5 separate regions of the Mus musculus genome follow, and all the other regions are linked to region 1. Evidence: chromatin contacts called from public ChIA-PET, HiChIP or PLAC-seq and promoter capture Hi-C data. All regions are on one chromosome and are shown on one strand. Each heading gives the region's core, a stretch centred on a gene start, on an enhancer-like site or on the middle of the called end of the contact. The rest is flanking DNA. Distances are from core to core; before and after follow the strand shown. Region 1 holds the start of Sft2d2 (SFT2 domain containing 2). Region 2 has its middle 8.2 kb from the start of Gm39691. Region 3 has its middle 69 kb from the start of Gm26685. Region 4 holds the start of Cd247 (CD247 antigen). Region 5 holds the start of Rcsd1 (RCSD domain containing 1).

Region 1 (2,609 bases), core at 33-2,532:
ACTTCCTCTAACAAGGCCACAACTACTCCAACAAGACCACACCTCCTAGTAGTACCATTCCCTATGGGCCAAGTGTTTACACATGAGCCTGTGGGGGCCAGTTCTATCACCTCACCACAGGTGGCTGGAAAAGCCATCAGGCTAGGAGAGAACAAGGACAGCTTCTACTAAATGCTATTTAAATTCCCCTCTGCTCCAGACCTGTCTATACAGTCATGCTTGCTTTCCACAGTCACGTTTGGAAGCCATTGTGCTCACTCTACAGAGGAAATCAGCTGGGGACCAGAAAGGCTAAGGAGCTTCTAGCTCAAGGCCTCCTAAGTGGCAAATGACAGAGCTAGAGTGGATCTTTCAGGACACAGCCTTTGCACTGTGCTCTGATGTTTGACGTCTTACAGAGAGGTGTAAGGACTCACTGGAAAATGTGGCAGGTAAGAGGAGTCCCTGCAGAGGCAGCAGCAGCTGGTCTTATGTTTTTATGTTTTTATACAAGTGAAGAAGGACGCTGGAGACCTCACATGAAAATATGTGGGAGGTAAAGTGACCTAGGGGGTGTTTCTGAAGTTCCTCTGTGGTCTCCTTTCCCTTTTTTGGGAAGCAGGGACAGTGGTGGAAACTGAACCCAAAGCCTTGCATATGCTAGGCAAGCATTCTCTCACTGAGCTACACCTTGGTCTCAGTGCCTTTTCTGAACTAGTTTAATCTTAACATAGGTGTTCCAGATATCTCTGGCCACCAGTGTGCAAGGTGAGCAAATTTCTGTCCTGTCTGGAAGAGCCCATGACTTCATATGGATTCTGCTTCATAGCCTCAGTAGTGCTGCAGACTGATTGAAGTAAAGCATTTACCAAACACGAAAATATTGATTCTTCTCACCACTTGCCATCTGTTCAGGTGTTGCCCAAGTCATATCTCCCGAGCCATTTCCCCTAGGGATGACGTAGGAATTGCTGCTTTTAAGAATACACAGGGTTGTACTGCTCCAGCCTGTTGCACACTGATTTGTTCTACTTAACGTGGGAAATATATATTTTTATAGATCTGCGGTGTACAACCACCAGCGGATTAACTTCAGCATCCATGGGTAAGTTTGCGAAAGGCCTGCGTTGTTCCAGGCCCTGGCACATGGTGGTGCTGGGCGCTGGAACGAATCCGTGAAGCCCGGGCGCGCAGCCAGCTTCCGGGTTAGGTATCGCCTGGCCGACTTCACCCCGACTCTCTCGGCCCCGCCCCGGGTGACCCCAAGGAGCTCGTTCAGGGGGCGTGGCTGGCGCGGGGCATGCCGGGCGGGCAGGTGGGCAGGTGCCTGGGCGGGGCGCGCCGTGGTTGGCAGCGGGCGGAGGGGCGGCGGCTGCGCACCCCGAAGAGTGGTAGGCGGAGCGAACGCCAAAGGCGGCGGTCGGGACCCTGACATGGACAAGCTGAAGAAAGTTCTGAGCGGCCAGGACACCGAGGACCGCAGCGGTCTGTCCGAGGTGCGTGCACCGGGGGAGTTGGCATTTCTTGGACAGCTGCCCTGCTGTCCTCCGGCCCGCCGCGCCGAGCTCTGCCGGGACACAGCCACAGGTGGCAGCGCGAGCTTTGTGGAAGGCGTGGCTCCCGAACCCTCTCCAACCTTCCCTCCGAAGGGCTTGAGGCTCTGAAGCAAGACCTCAGAAATCTGTGGAGTGGGAGTGTGGATCCCGGGGCCTCCTGGAATCCGGGCCCCGAGCCCCATCCCAGCCGGACCGGCCAGGGAGAGAGAGCCCTTTGGAGTTGGGCGAGGCCGGCGGCCTTCGTGGAAGGATCCACCGCCGGATCGCGGACTAGTTTAGGTTGTGGGGTGTGAGAGCCAGACCTTATGCGTTCTGCTTTGTAATTGTAAAACTCCGTGAACGCCTGATAACAGGGACTTACCAGGTCTCCGAATCTCCAGGGCTACTTTCTAAACTATAGATTCTCACCACGCTCGGAGACTGCCAGTGTGTTTGTTTTGTTAGTAGGGCTTTGATGGCTCTGAAACTTGACCACAAAAGTCCTGTGCTCCAGAGCCACTCAGAATGTCATATTTTGGGTGCTTTGGAAGTTTGTTTACATTTCCTTTCTTGATTGAAGACAGAATTACGTTTTACTTGATGTATCCTTAGCCCCGGTTTCCCCTTCTGAGAAAGAAGGGTGTTGAACGAGATGCAATAGCCCCTTTTCCTTGGAAATTGGAGTTCCTCTTTAGTGTTTACTTGACTTTCTTGTGGTTTCCCCAACATTCTGCGCTCACTTCTGTGGTTGATTTTGTTCTGAGTTTTGTCTTTGCAAAAAAACAAAACAAAACACAACTGCATCTCAAAGAGAATAAATTATTTTGAAGCCAAATACGAGTGACCATGGCCCCAGGACAGATTCAGGTTTCTGCAAACTCAGTGTTCCAACATGATAACAGTTTGATAAGTTCTTAGAGTAACAGAACAAATTAACAAATTAAGGTACTTTTCAGAAGCATTAGTGGAAGCGGTAAGCAGGCAGTTAGGGCAGTGTGGAGGAATCTCAGCTGTGGCTCCCAGAGGCTGCCTGATAGCATTCGAAAACCTTGTTAAGATAATAAATTCCAAGGTGTTTTTCCCTAGCAGTTTCCG
Region 2 (2,609 bases), core at 31-2,530, 710 kb after region 1:
GGTTTTTATCCCAGACAGTCTGTCCTCTGGATGTTAGGTAATGTCCGTTTTTTAGTTTCTAGTTTCTACATGTAGTTGTGAATCTCATATTGAAGTTCATAGGATTAAATTTTGAGCGTTCAAGCCAAACTTTTAGTAAGGTCTTCTCTTCTAGATGCCCTTCACTCACAAAAGTACATGGAAACAGGATGCTATTAGATCATTCACTTCCCAGACAGATTTAATTGTTTTTTTTTGTTTTTTTTTTTTTGTTTTTTTTTTTTGTTTTGTTTTGTTTTTTAGTGTTTTCGAGACAGGGTTTCTCTGTGTAGTCCTGGCTGTCCTGGAACTCACTTTGTAGACCAGGCTGCCCTCGAACTCGGAAATCCACCTGCCTCTGCCTCCCAAGTGCTGGGATTAAAGGTGTGTGCCACCACGGCCCGGGGATTTAATTGTTTTTGATGACTAAAAAAATCCCTACCCTTTCCTTATCAAAATGTCTTTTTAAACTATATTTATTTTATTTTCACGTGTGTGTGTGTGTGTGTGTGTGTGTGTGTGTGTGTGTGTGTGACACATGTGTGAGTTCCCGGGGAGGCCAGAGGTGTTGTATACACTGGAGTGGGAGTTACAGGCAGTTGTGAGCCACCTGACATGGGCACTTCTGGACCACTGCCCCATCTCCTCAGCCCTACTCCAATGTGTATGTGTCGGTGTTCTGGGGGGGACAGAACTAAAAAGATAGAAGACCAGAGTCACTGCAGGATGCATTTAAACTTCTCAGCAGCATGGGGATGGCCACGCAAGCCCTGACAGCTCTTTCTATTGTTACACAAAAAGCAGCTTTAGCCAGTCAATCTCCGCATACCAAAACTTATCTGATCCACGGGTTGTCTTGAAAGACCAATTATTTAAGCAGATCTCAGCCAGAGGAGACTTCCTGGTTTGCCCAGGTCTGTGGACTAAGTTATGCAAAGGCTCTGAGAATCCTTCAAAAGAATAACCCCTTAAAATCTCAGATAACAATCACTGATAAAAGGCTACGTCAGAGCTTAGGTGCAATCACTACAGATCCATGCCAGATACAACAGCGCTGCTAATAATATTCTGCTAGATATGTTTCCAGTGAAGATCTAGCTAAGCTGCTAAGATCTGTGATCAGAGCAACTCCACCTCTAGGAAAAGAAGGGGAATGACCTTTATGGCTGAACAAGGTTTCATTTCACGGCCTCAGTGTAAACAGAGTAAACACACGCCACTATTCCACAACGAGCTGAATCACTGGGCTAGGAAGCCATAGAGACAGAATTCTGATCTCAGGCAGCCTGACTCATGAAGTGAAGACCATGACTGTGGTCACTGAGGACATAATGACAGCCACGCTGACTATTTAAAGCAATATTTGTTTTAAAAAGGATAAAAACTAATAGTATAACAAATTTCAGATTTTTGTGAGGCATGAGGTAGGTTACCATCTGGGGCAGGCCACCTGTGGACAATCAGCCTCACCTGGGAGTGGTATGTACTAATTACATAGTATCTGGGAGTGGTATGTACTAATCACATAGTTACTATTTTTCTTTGGCCTTCCTGCCTTAAACGACTGACTGACTACATTTGTAGCTATACATCTGAGCTATTTAAGTTATAGGAAACCTACTATGTTAACTGGGGTAATTGCAAAGCACTGAGGCCCAGCCATGTATCTCTATCTTCCTGTGCTGGCTGAAGGGCAGCTTTTACTAACTCAGATGGTGCTAGAGGTGTCTCTTTGTGCTCCGAACTGATCATTGTTCCTTCCTGCTGGGAGCCTAGTATACACCTGGAGTCTGTACTTTGCCTTCAACATATCCATATAAAAGTTAAACTTTAAATCTATAAAAAGGCCAATGTTCATCAACAATAAATCTCGCCTACTTTTCCAGTCCCCTTTCCCAGCGTGATTGTTCATTTCAATAGTTTTTGTAAAGAAAGGCTATTTGGGGTTTCAATTCTTGCTAAAGATATCCCATAATTGACTTGATAAAGTTAAGCCTTCTTTACAACATAGGTTTGCTAAGTGTTTACACAGGAAGATCCTAAGTTCTGTGAGATGAGAGATGTCTACATACCTGTCCCTGCATTCATCAGCATTGTTAAAGTGGCCTTTTCCCTAGGCAGCTTTTTTTTTAATTTAATTTTATTCTATGTGCATTGATATTTTGCCTCCATGTATATCTGTGTGAGGGTGTTGGAATACCTGGAACTGGAGTTACAGCCAGTTGGGAACTGCCACGTGAGTGCTGGGAATTGAACCTGGGTCCTCCAGAAGAGCAGCCAGCGAGCTAAGCTAGGCAGCTTTCTAAGAGATCCACTCTTTCCTGACAGATCCACTGAAACTTTCTTTATCAAAACATTTGCTCTTGTGTAAAAATATGATTATCTTATTTTATGCCTTTAAAGCATTTGAGTATTTTATCAAACATTACACTTTTTTAAGTACACACCATAATCCCAGTGTGGAGGAAGCTCAGATGGAAAAGGAACAGAGCAGAGAAGGCTACTAAGTGAGTTCTGGGCCAGGTTGATAGGAGATATATATATATATATTAGAACTCTACATAGTCATGGGTAAAGTAAATTTGGGCTTT
Region 3 (2,609 bases), core at 46-2,545, 620 kb after region 1:
TCTGAGGCATCTCATGTCTGTAATCCAAGTGTGCCTTTGAGGAGAGAGAGGGCAGAAGCTTACAGGTCAGTTATCAGTAGTGAATGATAAGGGGTCCCACCTCAAACAAGGTGGGAAGAGTACCAGCACCCCAGGTTGTCTTCTGGCCTTCATGTGTGCATTAGTCACGTGTCCACACACACACACACACACACACACACCACACCTCGCACACACCACACACAGACAACACACACATACCATGTACACCCCACACACACACTACACATACCTCATACCTCACATACAGCACAGGTATACACCACACACAAACACCACATACAGCACACACACACTACACATACCTCACACACCACACACACACACCACATACACACATACACACACACACACACACACACACACCACAGAGCTATGAAACAGTAGATTTCCATTGTTTCAAAGTAAGTCATTAAGTTTGGGGTAATTTTTAAATCAGTTCTAGGAAACCTTATCATCAGTTCTTTCCCCTGGTCTCCTGACAACCTTATCTTAAAATGATGGAAAGGTTGCTGGCTCCTGCACTGACTTTAAACTAAAATGTTGCCTCTTCCATGGTTTCTTGTTCTCCCTTGCTATACTTTTCATTTTTACCTCAAATTATATTCACCTGTTTGCTTATACATGAATGAAATGTTAGGCAACAACAATCAGGAGAGAGGGGACACTTTGAAGAGAGGGTTTTCTTCTTGGAATTCCTGCCGTTGTGATAGAAACTGCAGGCCCAGCTGGCCTTTCACATGACTGAGCATGTGGTCAGGACCTGTCGGGACAGCTTCCTCGGGCTCTGCCCCCTCCCTTGTTTATCAGAATGGCAGGTGTCTTTCGTGGATTTCTCACTCTCATTTGATGATTTTCAACAGCTGTAGGTTGTTGTCCAAACCTGTGCTGGGTAGGTCTCTCCTAGAATGTGGTTTCCACACACACACACACACACATGATGACTGTGATAAACTTTGAAAACAGCTAAGGCTTAAGGCCCAGCAGAGCCTCTGGTTTATAATCTACCTAGATCCCTGGAGCTACCCTGCTGTTCCTTAGAGCTTGCTCATTGATGAGAGCTGACGGTAGAAGAGTGAACCAAGCTTGAAGACAGAGAGCACCAAGCTTCTACACACCTAACCAACCCGTGTGGATCAGGTTGTACTGTCCTTTCATTTCTATATGAAGGCTCTCCTTGGACCTATGTGGGGATCAGATACCTGGAGCACACACACAGCATCAATACATGAGTGAGTGGGTGTCAAATTCAACCAAAAGTAGAATGTACGCTCCATAGCTCAACTAAAAATAGTCATATCTGAGGGCAGGATGTGGCCTGCCAAGCCCCCGTTACCAGAATTTTGAAGCAATGTAGAAAAGACAGGTTGACTCCTCCTGATTTGTATAGCCATGCTTGAAGGACCTTGAGCCAAAGCACAGACAGTTCACGGTAAGCACTGTAGATGACTGTCCGGACAGAAAGTTTAGACCAGCTCTGTCTTATCCTAGGCCAGTGACCTAGCAGTTGCTTTGGCTTCATTTCCACTGGCCTCTTGGGGCTCTGGTTGTTTAACAAGACCTTGTGCTCAAACTTTCCAGGACTTGCCACAGATTTCCTTTCATCTTGTCACAGCTAAATCATTTGGCTCTCTAGATCTTAAATTCCAATTAAACAGATGCAGTATCTTATAATCTAATTTGCTTCTCACACCACTGCCCTGTGACTTTTTATTGTCAACTCTTTATAAATGTGTTTCAAGCTATATGGTTGCTAGGGACAAGCTTATTGAAAGCATCGAGTCAGGACGATAAGAGAAAGATCCTCAGGACAGAGGTGAAAGAGAACGGGAAGCACACCAGATTCTGGAATTTTAGATTTAAATCCCTGGATACCTTGTGGTACCTTTGGGTGGCTGTGAAATGTCTCCATACACATTTCTTCATCTGTAAAACAGGAGCCATTCGATCTATTCATTGTGAAGGATCCTTTGAAACGTGCCTCCTCACCAGGGTCTCCAAGGCCCATGCTTTCTCACCCACCCAGTTTCTGTCTTCTTCTCTTCCTCTTGCCAGCTGTTCCTCTTGCTCTGGCCAGCTGCTCTGTTTGATGGCATTCCTCAATCACACCCAGCAGTCTCTGACAAGGGCATTCTTATCTTATTTCTCTTTGGAATGTCCTCTCTTATAAGTTGCTCCCCCATGCCCTCAGGTCCTTCGGAACCATCTACAGTTTGTGGGACATAGCATCGCCACCCCTGTAGAACATTCCCTAAAGCCTTCCATCCTGAGTGCTTCCGAGTCAGCCTTCACTCTTACTACTTTATTTTACAGACTACCCTCCCCCTGCTGATTGCATGGAGAGTTGGGGCTGCCTCTACCGCTCACTACTATATCCATGGCAACTAGAAAAAAAAATAATGGTAAAGGAAAAAAGAGGGTAGTAGGGAGTGGGTGTGATCAAAATACATTGTCATCCATGAAAACGTCATAACAAAATCCACTGCAATTAGTGTATATGCTAATTATTTTTTAAAGAAAAAAGTGCTGAGGGAATGGCCTAGGAAATGTATGTAAAGTGTTGATGTCCT
Region 4 (2,609 bases), core at 77-2,576, 590 kb before region 1:
GGCCATTCCTGCCTTGTCACCCGACAAACTGTCACCCTCAGGAGAGCTCTAAATTGGAGGAAGGGTACCCCTTACAGCTACCATCCTTGTCTTTCTAGATTCAAATACAGATTGTCCCATTTCTTGTAAAACGGCCATGACACCAATCTTGTGAGTGGTGTCTTTTGTCTTCTGTTCCCTCGCTTCCACCCCGACTGCTGAACTAGGAAGCACACTAAGGCTACCGCATGCCAAATGCCAGGCATTGGAGGGATGCAGTGGGCTCTGGCGCAAGTTGTCTTCTGGGCTGGTTGTGACTCGTGATGGTCACGTATTAACACATATTCTTCAACCTGTTGCTAGCATTTCTGTCCGTGTCTCTGGCTGCTTGGCTCAGATAGAGAGCCATGTGAGTATATCACAGAGAATCAGTATGTCATAGGGTAGCTGGTGGCTGTGATGTGGGGGACAGCCTTGACAGGGTGAGCTTAGACTTAAATGCTCTGGGCCAGAAGGTGGCAATGCGCCTTGCAAAAGGCTGCAAATATGGATGCCTACTCCGTACGCCTCCCTCCCTCCCTGCCTCAAGTTCTCTTGTAGGGGCTCGGCCTCTACCAGATGTTTCAGGATACTCAGGGTCACAGGCCATGACCCTTTCTGACTGACCATGGCAATGTCCTTTATTGGCAAAGGAGGAAAGAACGGGGCTGAGCGGCAATGCCAACCAGAGAGGGGCGGAAGGAGTCATGATATCTGGAAACCAGAGTAGAGGAGCGAGGCCTAGCTGGCTGGTGTTTCGGATCCTGTGCCGCTTCTCCCGTCCGCGCAGAGCTGTCTCAGTTGCTGACTCGCTGCGTTTCTCCTTGCCCTTTCCCTCCACAGTCTTTTTCTTTTGCCTTTATCATTAGACAATCTACAACTGTGTTTTCAAACAGCTGGCCCCCAACCGATAACCAGCTTGGCTGTCACAGAGCAGACGCCTGGGTGGGACCCAAGCCCACACTGCCGCTGCCCACTCTGCCCGTTGACTTTGGGAAGACAAGCTTTAAAAGAAGCACCAGGTCCTTGGCACCCCTCCGCTGCCCCTCAGACACACGGAGAGGCTCTAAAAGGGTCGAGCCGCGGGAAACAGAGCCCTTACCTGCTCCTGGGAACCGCACGTGGAGGATGCAGGCGAGAACAGACACTTTCCACTTCATCTTCTGCTTCCCTGGGATGGTACCCAGAGGCAGAGGCAGAGGCAGCTATGCCTGGGAGGATGAGGAGAAAAGGAGGCGCTGATGGAGTCTCTGCTGGCTTTGTTCTGTGGCTGACACCCCAGGAAGTGGAGGACTGTGGGCCTTTGAGACAGCACCTGCCAGCAAGACACCCTCTCACTCCCCCTCTCGATTCATAGGCAGGAAGTTCTGAAGGTTTGGAGGTTTGGGGTGTAAGAATGTGCATCCGTCTGAATTTTGCTTTTTCTTCAATTTGACTGTAGTTTAATGTACTTTTTTATTATTTTAATTCTTTACTAATTTGTACGTGACTCTCAATTGCTGAAGTCAGACCCTAGGCATATATCTAAGTTGCTGTGTGGCCTTGAAGCATCTCCAGACGTCAGCTTCTTTATCTGAAGCACAAAGAAAGGAGGATATTTGAGGTATAGTTCTGAACTTGGCCTCAATTCAGACCATAAATAGTGTGAAATACTATAGCTTACATTGTTTTCAAAATTCTTTTCCCTGAGACAAATCTCACTATTTAATCCAGGCTGGTCTTGAACTCACAATTTTCCCTCCTCAGCTTTCCACAGGTCAAGATTACAGTATGTGCCACCAAACCGAGGTCACATGCTTCCTCTAATTGTCAACTTTTCACCCTTGGGGTCATTTACAGTAAGAAAACGATAAAAGTCAGGCCTAGATTGCCTGCCTGTAAATCGTATCACTCATGTGGCAAAGGCAGGAGGAGTGTGAGTTTGAGGTCACACTGGACTAACAGTGAATACCTGGCCAACTTGAGCTGTGTAGCAAGACTGCCTCAAAACAAAATAAAAAATAAAACTGAGAAATAAGCATAACGGAGAGTTGTAGGTGAGTGTACACAAGCTTTGAGACGGGACAGAGACCCGGAAAGGATCATGTGGATGGGAGGGTGCCTCTGGTTTCTTTGATTTAAAAAAGAAAGTCAAGAAGTCCACAGTTACTTTTCAGTCTACCAGCCTTCTAAATGGAAAGACAATATTATCAAATCTGGAGGCAGAGAGCTGGTTCAGGTAGTTTCTGCCAAGCCTGACAGTCTGAATTCCATCTTCAGAGCCCACATGGTAGATGGGAAGCCATTCTTGTAAGATGTCCTCTGAGCTACACACACACACACACACACACACACACACACACGCACACACATAAACCACACACATACATACACCATACACACATATACCACACACATGGCATACATACACATATATACCACACATACATACACACACATCATACACACATATACTATACACATACATACCACAAATACATACACATACACACACCATACACAAATATACCTCACACATACATACACCATACACACATATACCACACACATAACATACATACATGTACATAGCACATATACATACACACACC
Region 5 (2,609 bases), core at 74-2,573, 510 kb before region 1:
GATGCAGAAAATGAAGATCAGATAAGAGGCTTTTCTAAAGGAACTCATCTAGAAAGCATCGGACTAGAATCTCACCCTCTGCCTGCTTCTGAAGCAGAGGTCTTGCCCCTATATGCTGCTGAGTTCAATGAACAGAGGCTGCCCTGACTTCATGGTTTACAAGGTAAGATTTAGAAGGCCTGTGACGTCAAGATCTATAGACCAACTGTGATGAGAAGCAGTCGGGGCAGCCTTTGCAATGTGGGTGAGTTCTCTGCTGGTTTGTGGTAGTGGTTTCTCTTGGGCTCTTTGCACAGGGGCAGCACCAATGCCCTGTGCTATGGTCCACCAATGTGTTGGCTCTCTCTCTCCCTTGCATAGCAGGTCTGGGTTTGGAGTACAAAGTTGAAGGATGCTGTAAGAAGACACACAGGCATCCTTATCAGCCAATTCCCTGAAGAAATGGGACCCTGAAGAGACACCCAGAGCTATAACCCAGTAGCAGCAGACAATGGCCTCGGCACAGATTCAAGTCCCTACATCCCTCCCACGCAGCCTTAAACCGACATTCCCTGGGGAGAGTTACTAAGCGGGGGCCTTATGTGAATTGGATGTTTAGGACCGTGCCCTTTGCTATATTTAATAGGAATGGGAAAAAGGTCCTTTAGCAAGCAGCATGTCGAAGCAGATATTCCCACAACCCCCTAAGCTGCATGCATCAGAGCAGAGGAGAAGAGTAGCCTGCTGCATGCGGCAGGAAACTTGGGGAAACTTTGCTTGGATTCCTCTCCTTCTTCATACACAGATAGATAATAGATGGACAGACTGATAATTGTTTCCTGCAAATGGAATCCAGGAAAAGAGGTATCAAAGCTAAGGCTACTGAACACAGGAAGGCCAGGTATTAGGTTAAGTAATACAGGAGAGGATGGGGGGAGGGGGAGGGAGAAGGAGGAGGAACGGAGGCTGGGAAAATTGGTATGAAAAGAAGGAAATGGCAAAGAGAAAAAGGATGAAAAGGCAATTCTAATTTGAGGCACAAGGAAAGTAAAGAAGGCAGGCTAAAAGAGGGAGAGTTGAGGTGGTCTGAAAAAAGTGCAAAGCCCAGGGTCCTGAGAAACTTCCGCGAGAAAGGGGGCGCGGCGCTGCCCAGCCCATGTTTGGGCAGATTAATGGAGTCGTGGCGGCTCGGGCTCTTGAGTCCTGCCTTGGGAGGGACAGTATCTGTTTAGATTTGTGTCTAAATTTAAACCCCGATCCGGCCTCCCTCTCTGCTCCCCTCCACTCCCCTCCCCTCCTCCTGCGTCCCTCGGTCCCTCCCTCCCTCCTCCTCCTCCTTCCTCGTTCTCTGGCGCAGGGCCCCCAGCTGGGGCAGTCCCGCAGCCGAGTGCAGCCAGGCGCGCGCCGCCGCCCACTCGCCCTGTGCCCGCTACAGCCCCGAAAGTGACCCGGGCTGGGAGCCGAGGGGACAGCGGGGATCGTGGGCTCTTAACCCGAGAGAGCGGGCGTATCCGCAGCCGGAGGAAGACTACCTGGAGGACATGGAGGTAAAAGACCGGCGGGGACACGGGCCTGGGGGAGAGGGAGGTCAGAGCGCTCCTGCCCAGGTCGCCGTTCCTGCTCTCAGCAGGGAGCACGCAGCCGAAAGGTCGCGTAGGCCAAGTTGAGAAAGGCTGGTCCTTGCTCCTCGGAGACCCCTGTGGGCAGGCGTGGGCTTGTCAGGAAAGGACTTCAGGCGAAGGAGGGGCCTTTGTAGGGGTTCAGGTATTCTGACTGTGCACATACGTGCTTTGGGGGGGGGGTTTAGAAAATAAAACTTAGGTACAACTAAAGTCATAAACGGATAAAGGTGTGAACCAAGAACCCCAAAACAAAACTCCAGCAACCCTGACTCAGGCATTGAGAAACAGAGTTGGCAGTTGAAGCCGGGACTCTGCCCGCATGGCTTCCCGTTTTGATTGCAGTGTGGCTTTTCCGACCAGTTGTTCTCTTACTTCTGATGCCCCTTGTTTCTGTCACATCTTCTTTCAAAACTTTCTGAAAAGCTCCCTTGCCGCCGATCAGATAAACTTATTTCTGAGATATTAGAGGCTCTCCAAGATGCCCTGCCTCCTGAGGTTGTGTGCACCTTGGGGTGTGGTAGCCGTATCTGAGAGGTTTGCAGGGGCGAGTCCCAGACTTTCTCTGCGCTTCTCCAACCTCAGTGGAGAATACTGGCCACTACTTTCCATCCAGCTAGTTCATCTAGCTTCCTCCTCCAGGTCTATAGATTTCCAAAGAAATGTTTCCCTTCAAACCCAGACCAGCTGCAGGTGAACTCAGAGGCACAGCATTGGCAAAGCCCCAGGTTCAACTCCCAGGGTCACACACTCAAAGAAAGAAAAAGAAACTGTGACCTTTTATTGTATTCTAATCAATCTCAGTAGGACCTGGGATTTTCAAAGAGGAAAAAAGGAGATGAAAACCCACAGGCCTAAAGGTGATTCCTCCTCCCACTCAAAAGGAAAGAGCTCCTCCTTAGCCCAAGGTCTGCGGAGATCCCGGGCACAGAAGTTCAATCCCTTCCAGGCTTGAGTCCGCTCATCTCTTCTGAGCTTCACTGTCTGCTCTAAAAGAACAATAGCAAGGCT

The links. Promoter capture Hi-C pulls out the DNA fragments that hold promoters and counts their contacts. ChIA-PET counts read pairs in DNA pulled down with a chosen protein or histone mark. HiChIP or PLAC-seq counts read pairs in DNA pulled down with a chosen protein or histone mark.
Region 2: a FOXA1 HiChIP or PLAC-seq map of pancreatic cancer cells shows a contact between it and region 1. The contact joins the enhancer-like site here to the promoter of Sft2d2 in region 1. A contact is called at or near these places in 2 of 39 promoter capture datasets (the 3T3-L1 cell line and stem cell-derived epiblast-like cells) and 6 of 115 datasets of contacts at active chromatin or transcription factors (astrocytes, cardiomyocytes, embryonic stem cells and 2 more).
Region 3: a promoter capture Hi-C map of pre-B cells shows a contact between it and region 1, with 2.2 times the contacts expected there. The contact joins the enhancer-like site here to the promoter of Sft2d2 in region 1. A contact is called at or near these places in 5 of 39 promoter capture datasets (the 3T3-L1 cell line, 3T3-L1-derived adipocytes, cranial neural crest and 2 more) and 2 of 115 datasets of contacts at active chromatin or transcription factors (bone marrow-derived macrophages and pro-B cells).
Region 4: an RNA polymerase II ChIA-PET map of memory CD8 T cells shows a contact between it and region 1, with 19 read pairs. The contact joins the promoter of Cd247 here to the promoter of Sft2d2 in region 1. A contact is called at or near these places in 1 of 39 promoter capture datasets (erythroid cells) and 1 of 115 datasets of contacts at active chromatin or transcription factors (memory CD8 T cells).
Region 5: an H3K27ac HiChIP or PLAC-seq map of thymic regulatory T cells shows a contact between it and region 1, with 2.6 times the contacts expected there. The contact joins the promoter of Rcsd1 here to the promoter of Sft2d2 in region 1.

The regions. Positions count from the first base shown.
Region 1 is chr1:165,193,106-165,195,714 of GRCm38.p6, reverse strand. Sft2d2 (SFT2 domain containing 2) reads left to right here and starts at 1,282. Exons shown (of 8, transcript NM_145512.4): 1 at 1,282-1,475. The coding sequence starts at 1,413.
Region 2 is chr1:164,480,387-164,482,995 of GRCm38.p6, reverse strand. No RefSeq gene overlaps it. Among named protein-coding and RNA genes, the nearest start is that of Gm39691, 8.2 kb to the right of the region's middle. Within about 2 kb of position 1,280, at least 44 of the 459 cell types and tissues checked have an H3K27ac peak or open chromatin away from gene starts, as enhancers often do. A contact at or near this core is called in pancreatic cancer cells, where this site is marked.
Region 3 is chr1:164,570,632-164,573,240 of GRCm38.p6, reverse strand. No RefSeq gene overlaps it. Among named protein-coding and RNA genes, the nearest start is that of Gm26685, 69 kb to the right of the region's middle. Within about 2 kb of position 1,295, at least 48 of the 459 cell types and tissues checked have an H3K27ac peak or open chromatin away from gene starts, as enhancers often do. A contact at or near this core is called in pre-B cells and pro-B cells, where this site is marked.
Region 4 is chr1:165,787,398-165,790,006 of GRCm38.p6, reverse strand. Cd247 (CD247 antigen) reads right to left here and starts at 1,326. Exons shown (of 8, transcript NM_001113391.2): 1 at 1,121-1,326. The coding sequence starts at 1,178.
Region 5 is chr1:165,706,808-165,709,416 of GRCm38.p6, reverse strand. Rcsd1 (RCSD domain containing 1) reads left to right here and starts at 1,323. Exons shown (of 7, transcript NM_178593.3): 1 at 1,323-1,526. The coding sequence starts at 1,521.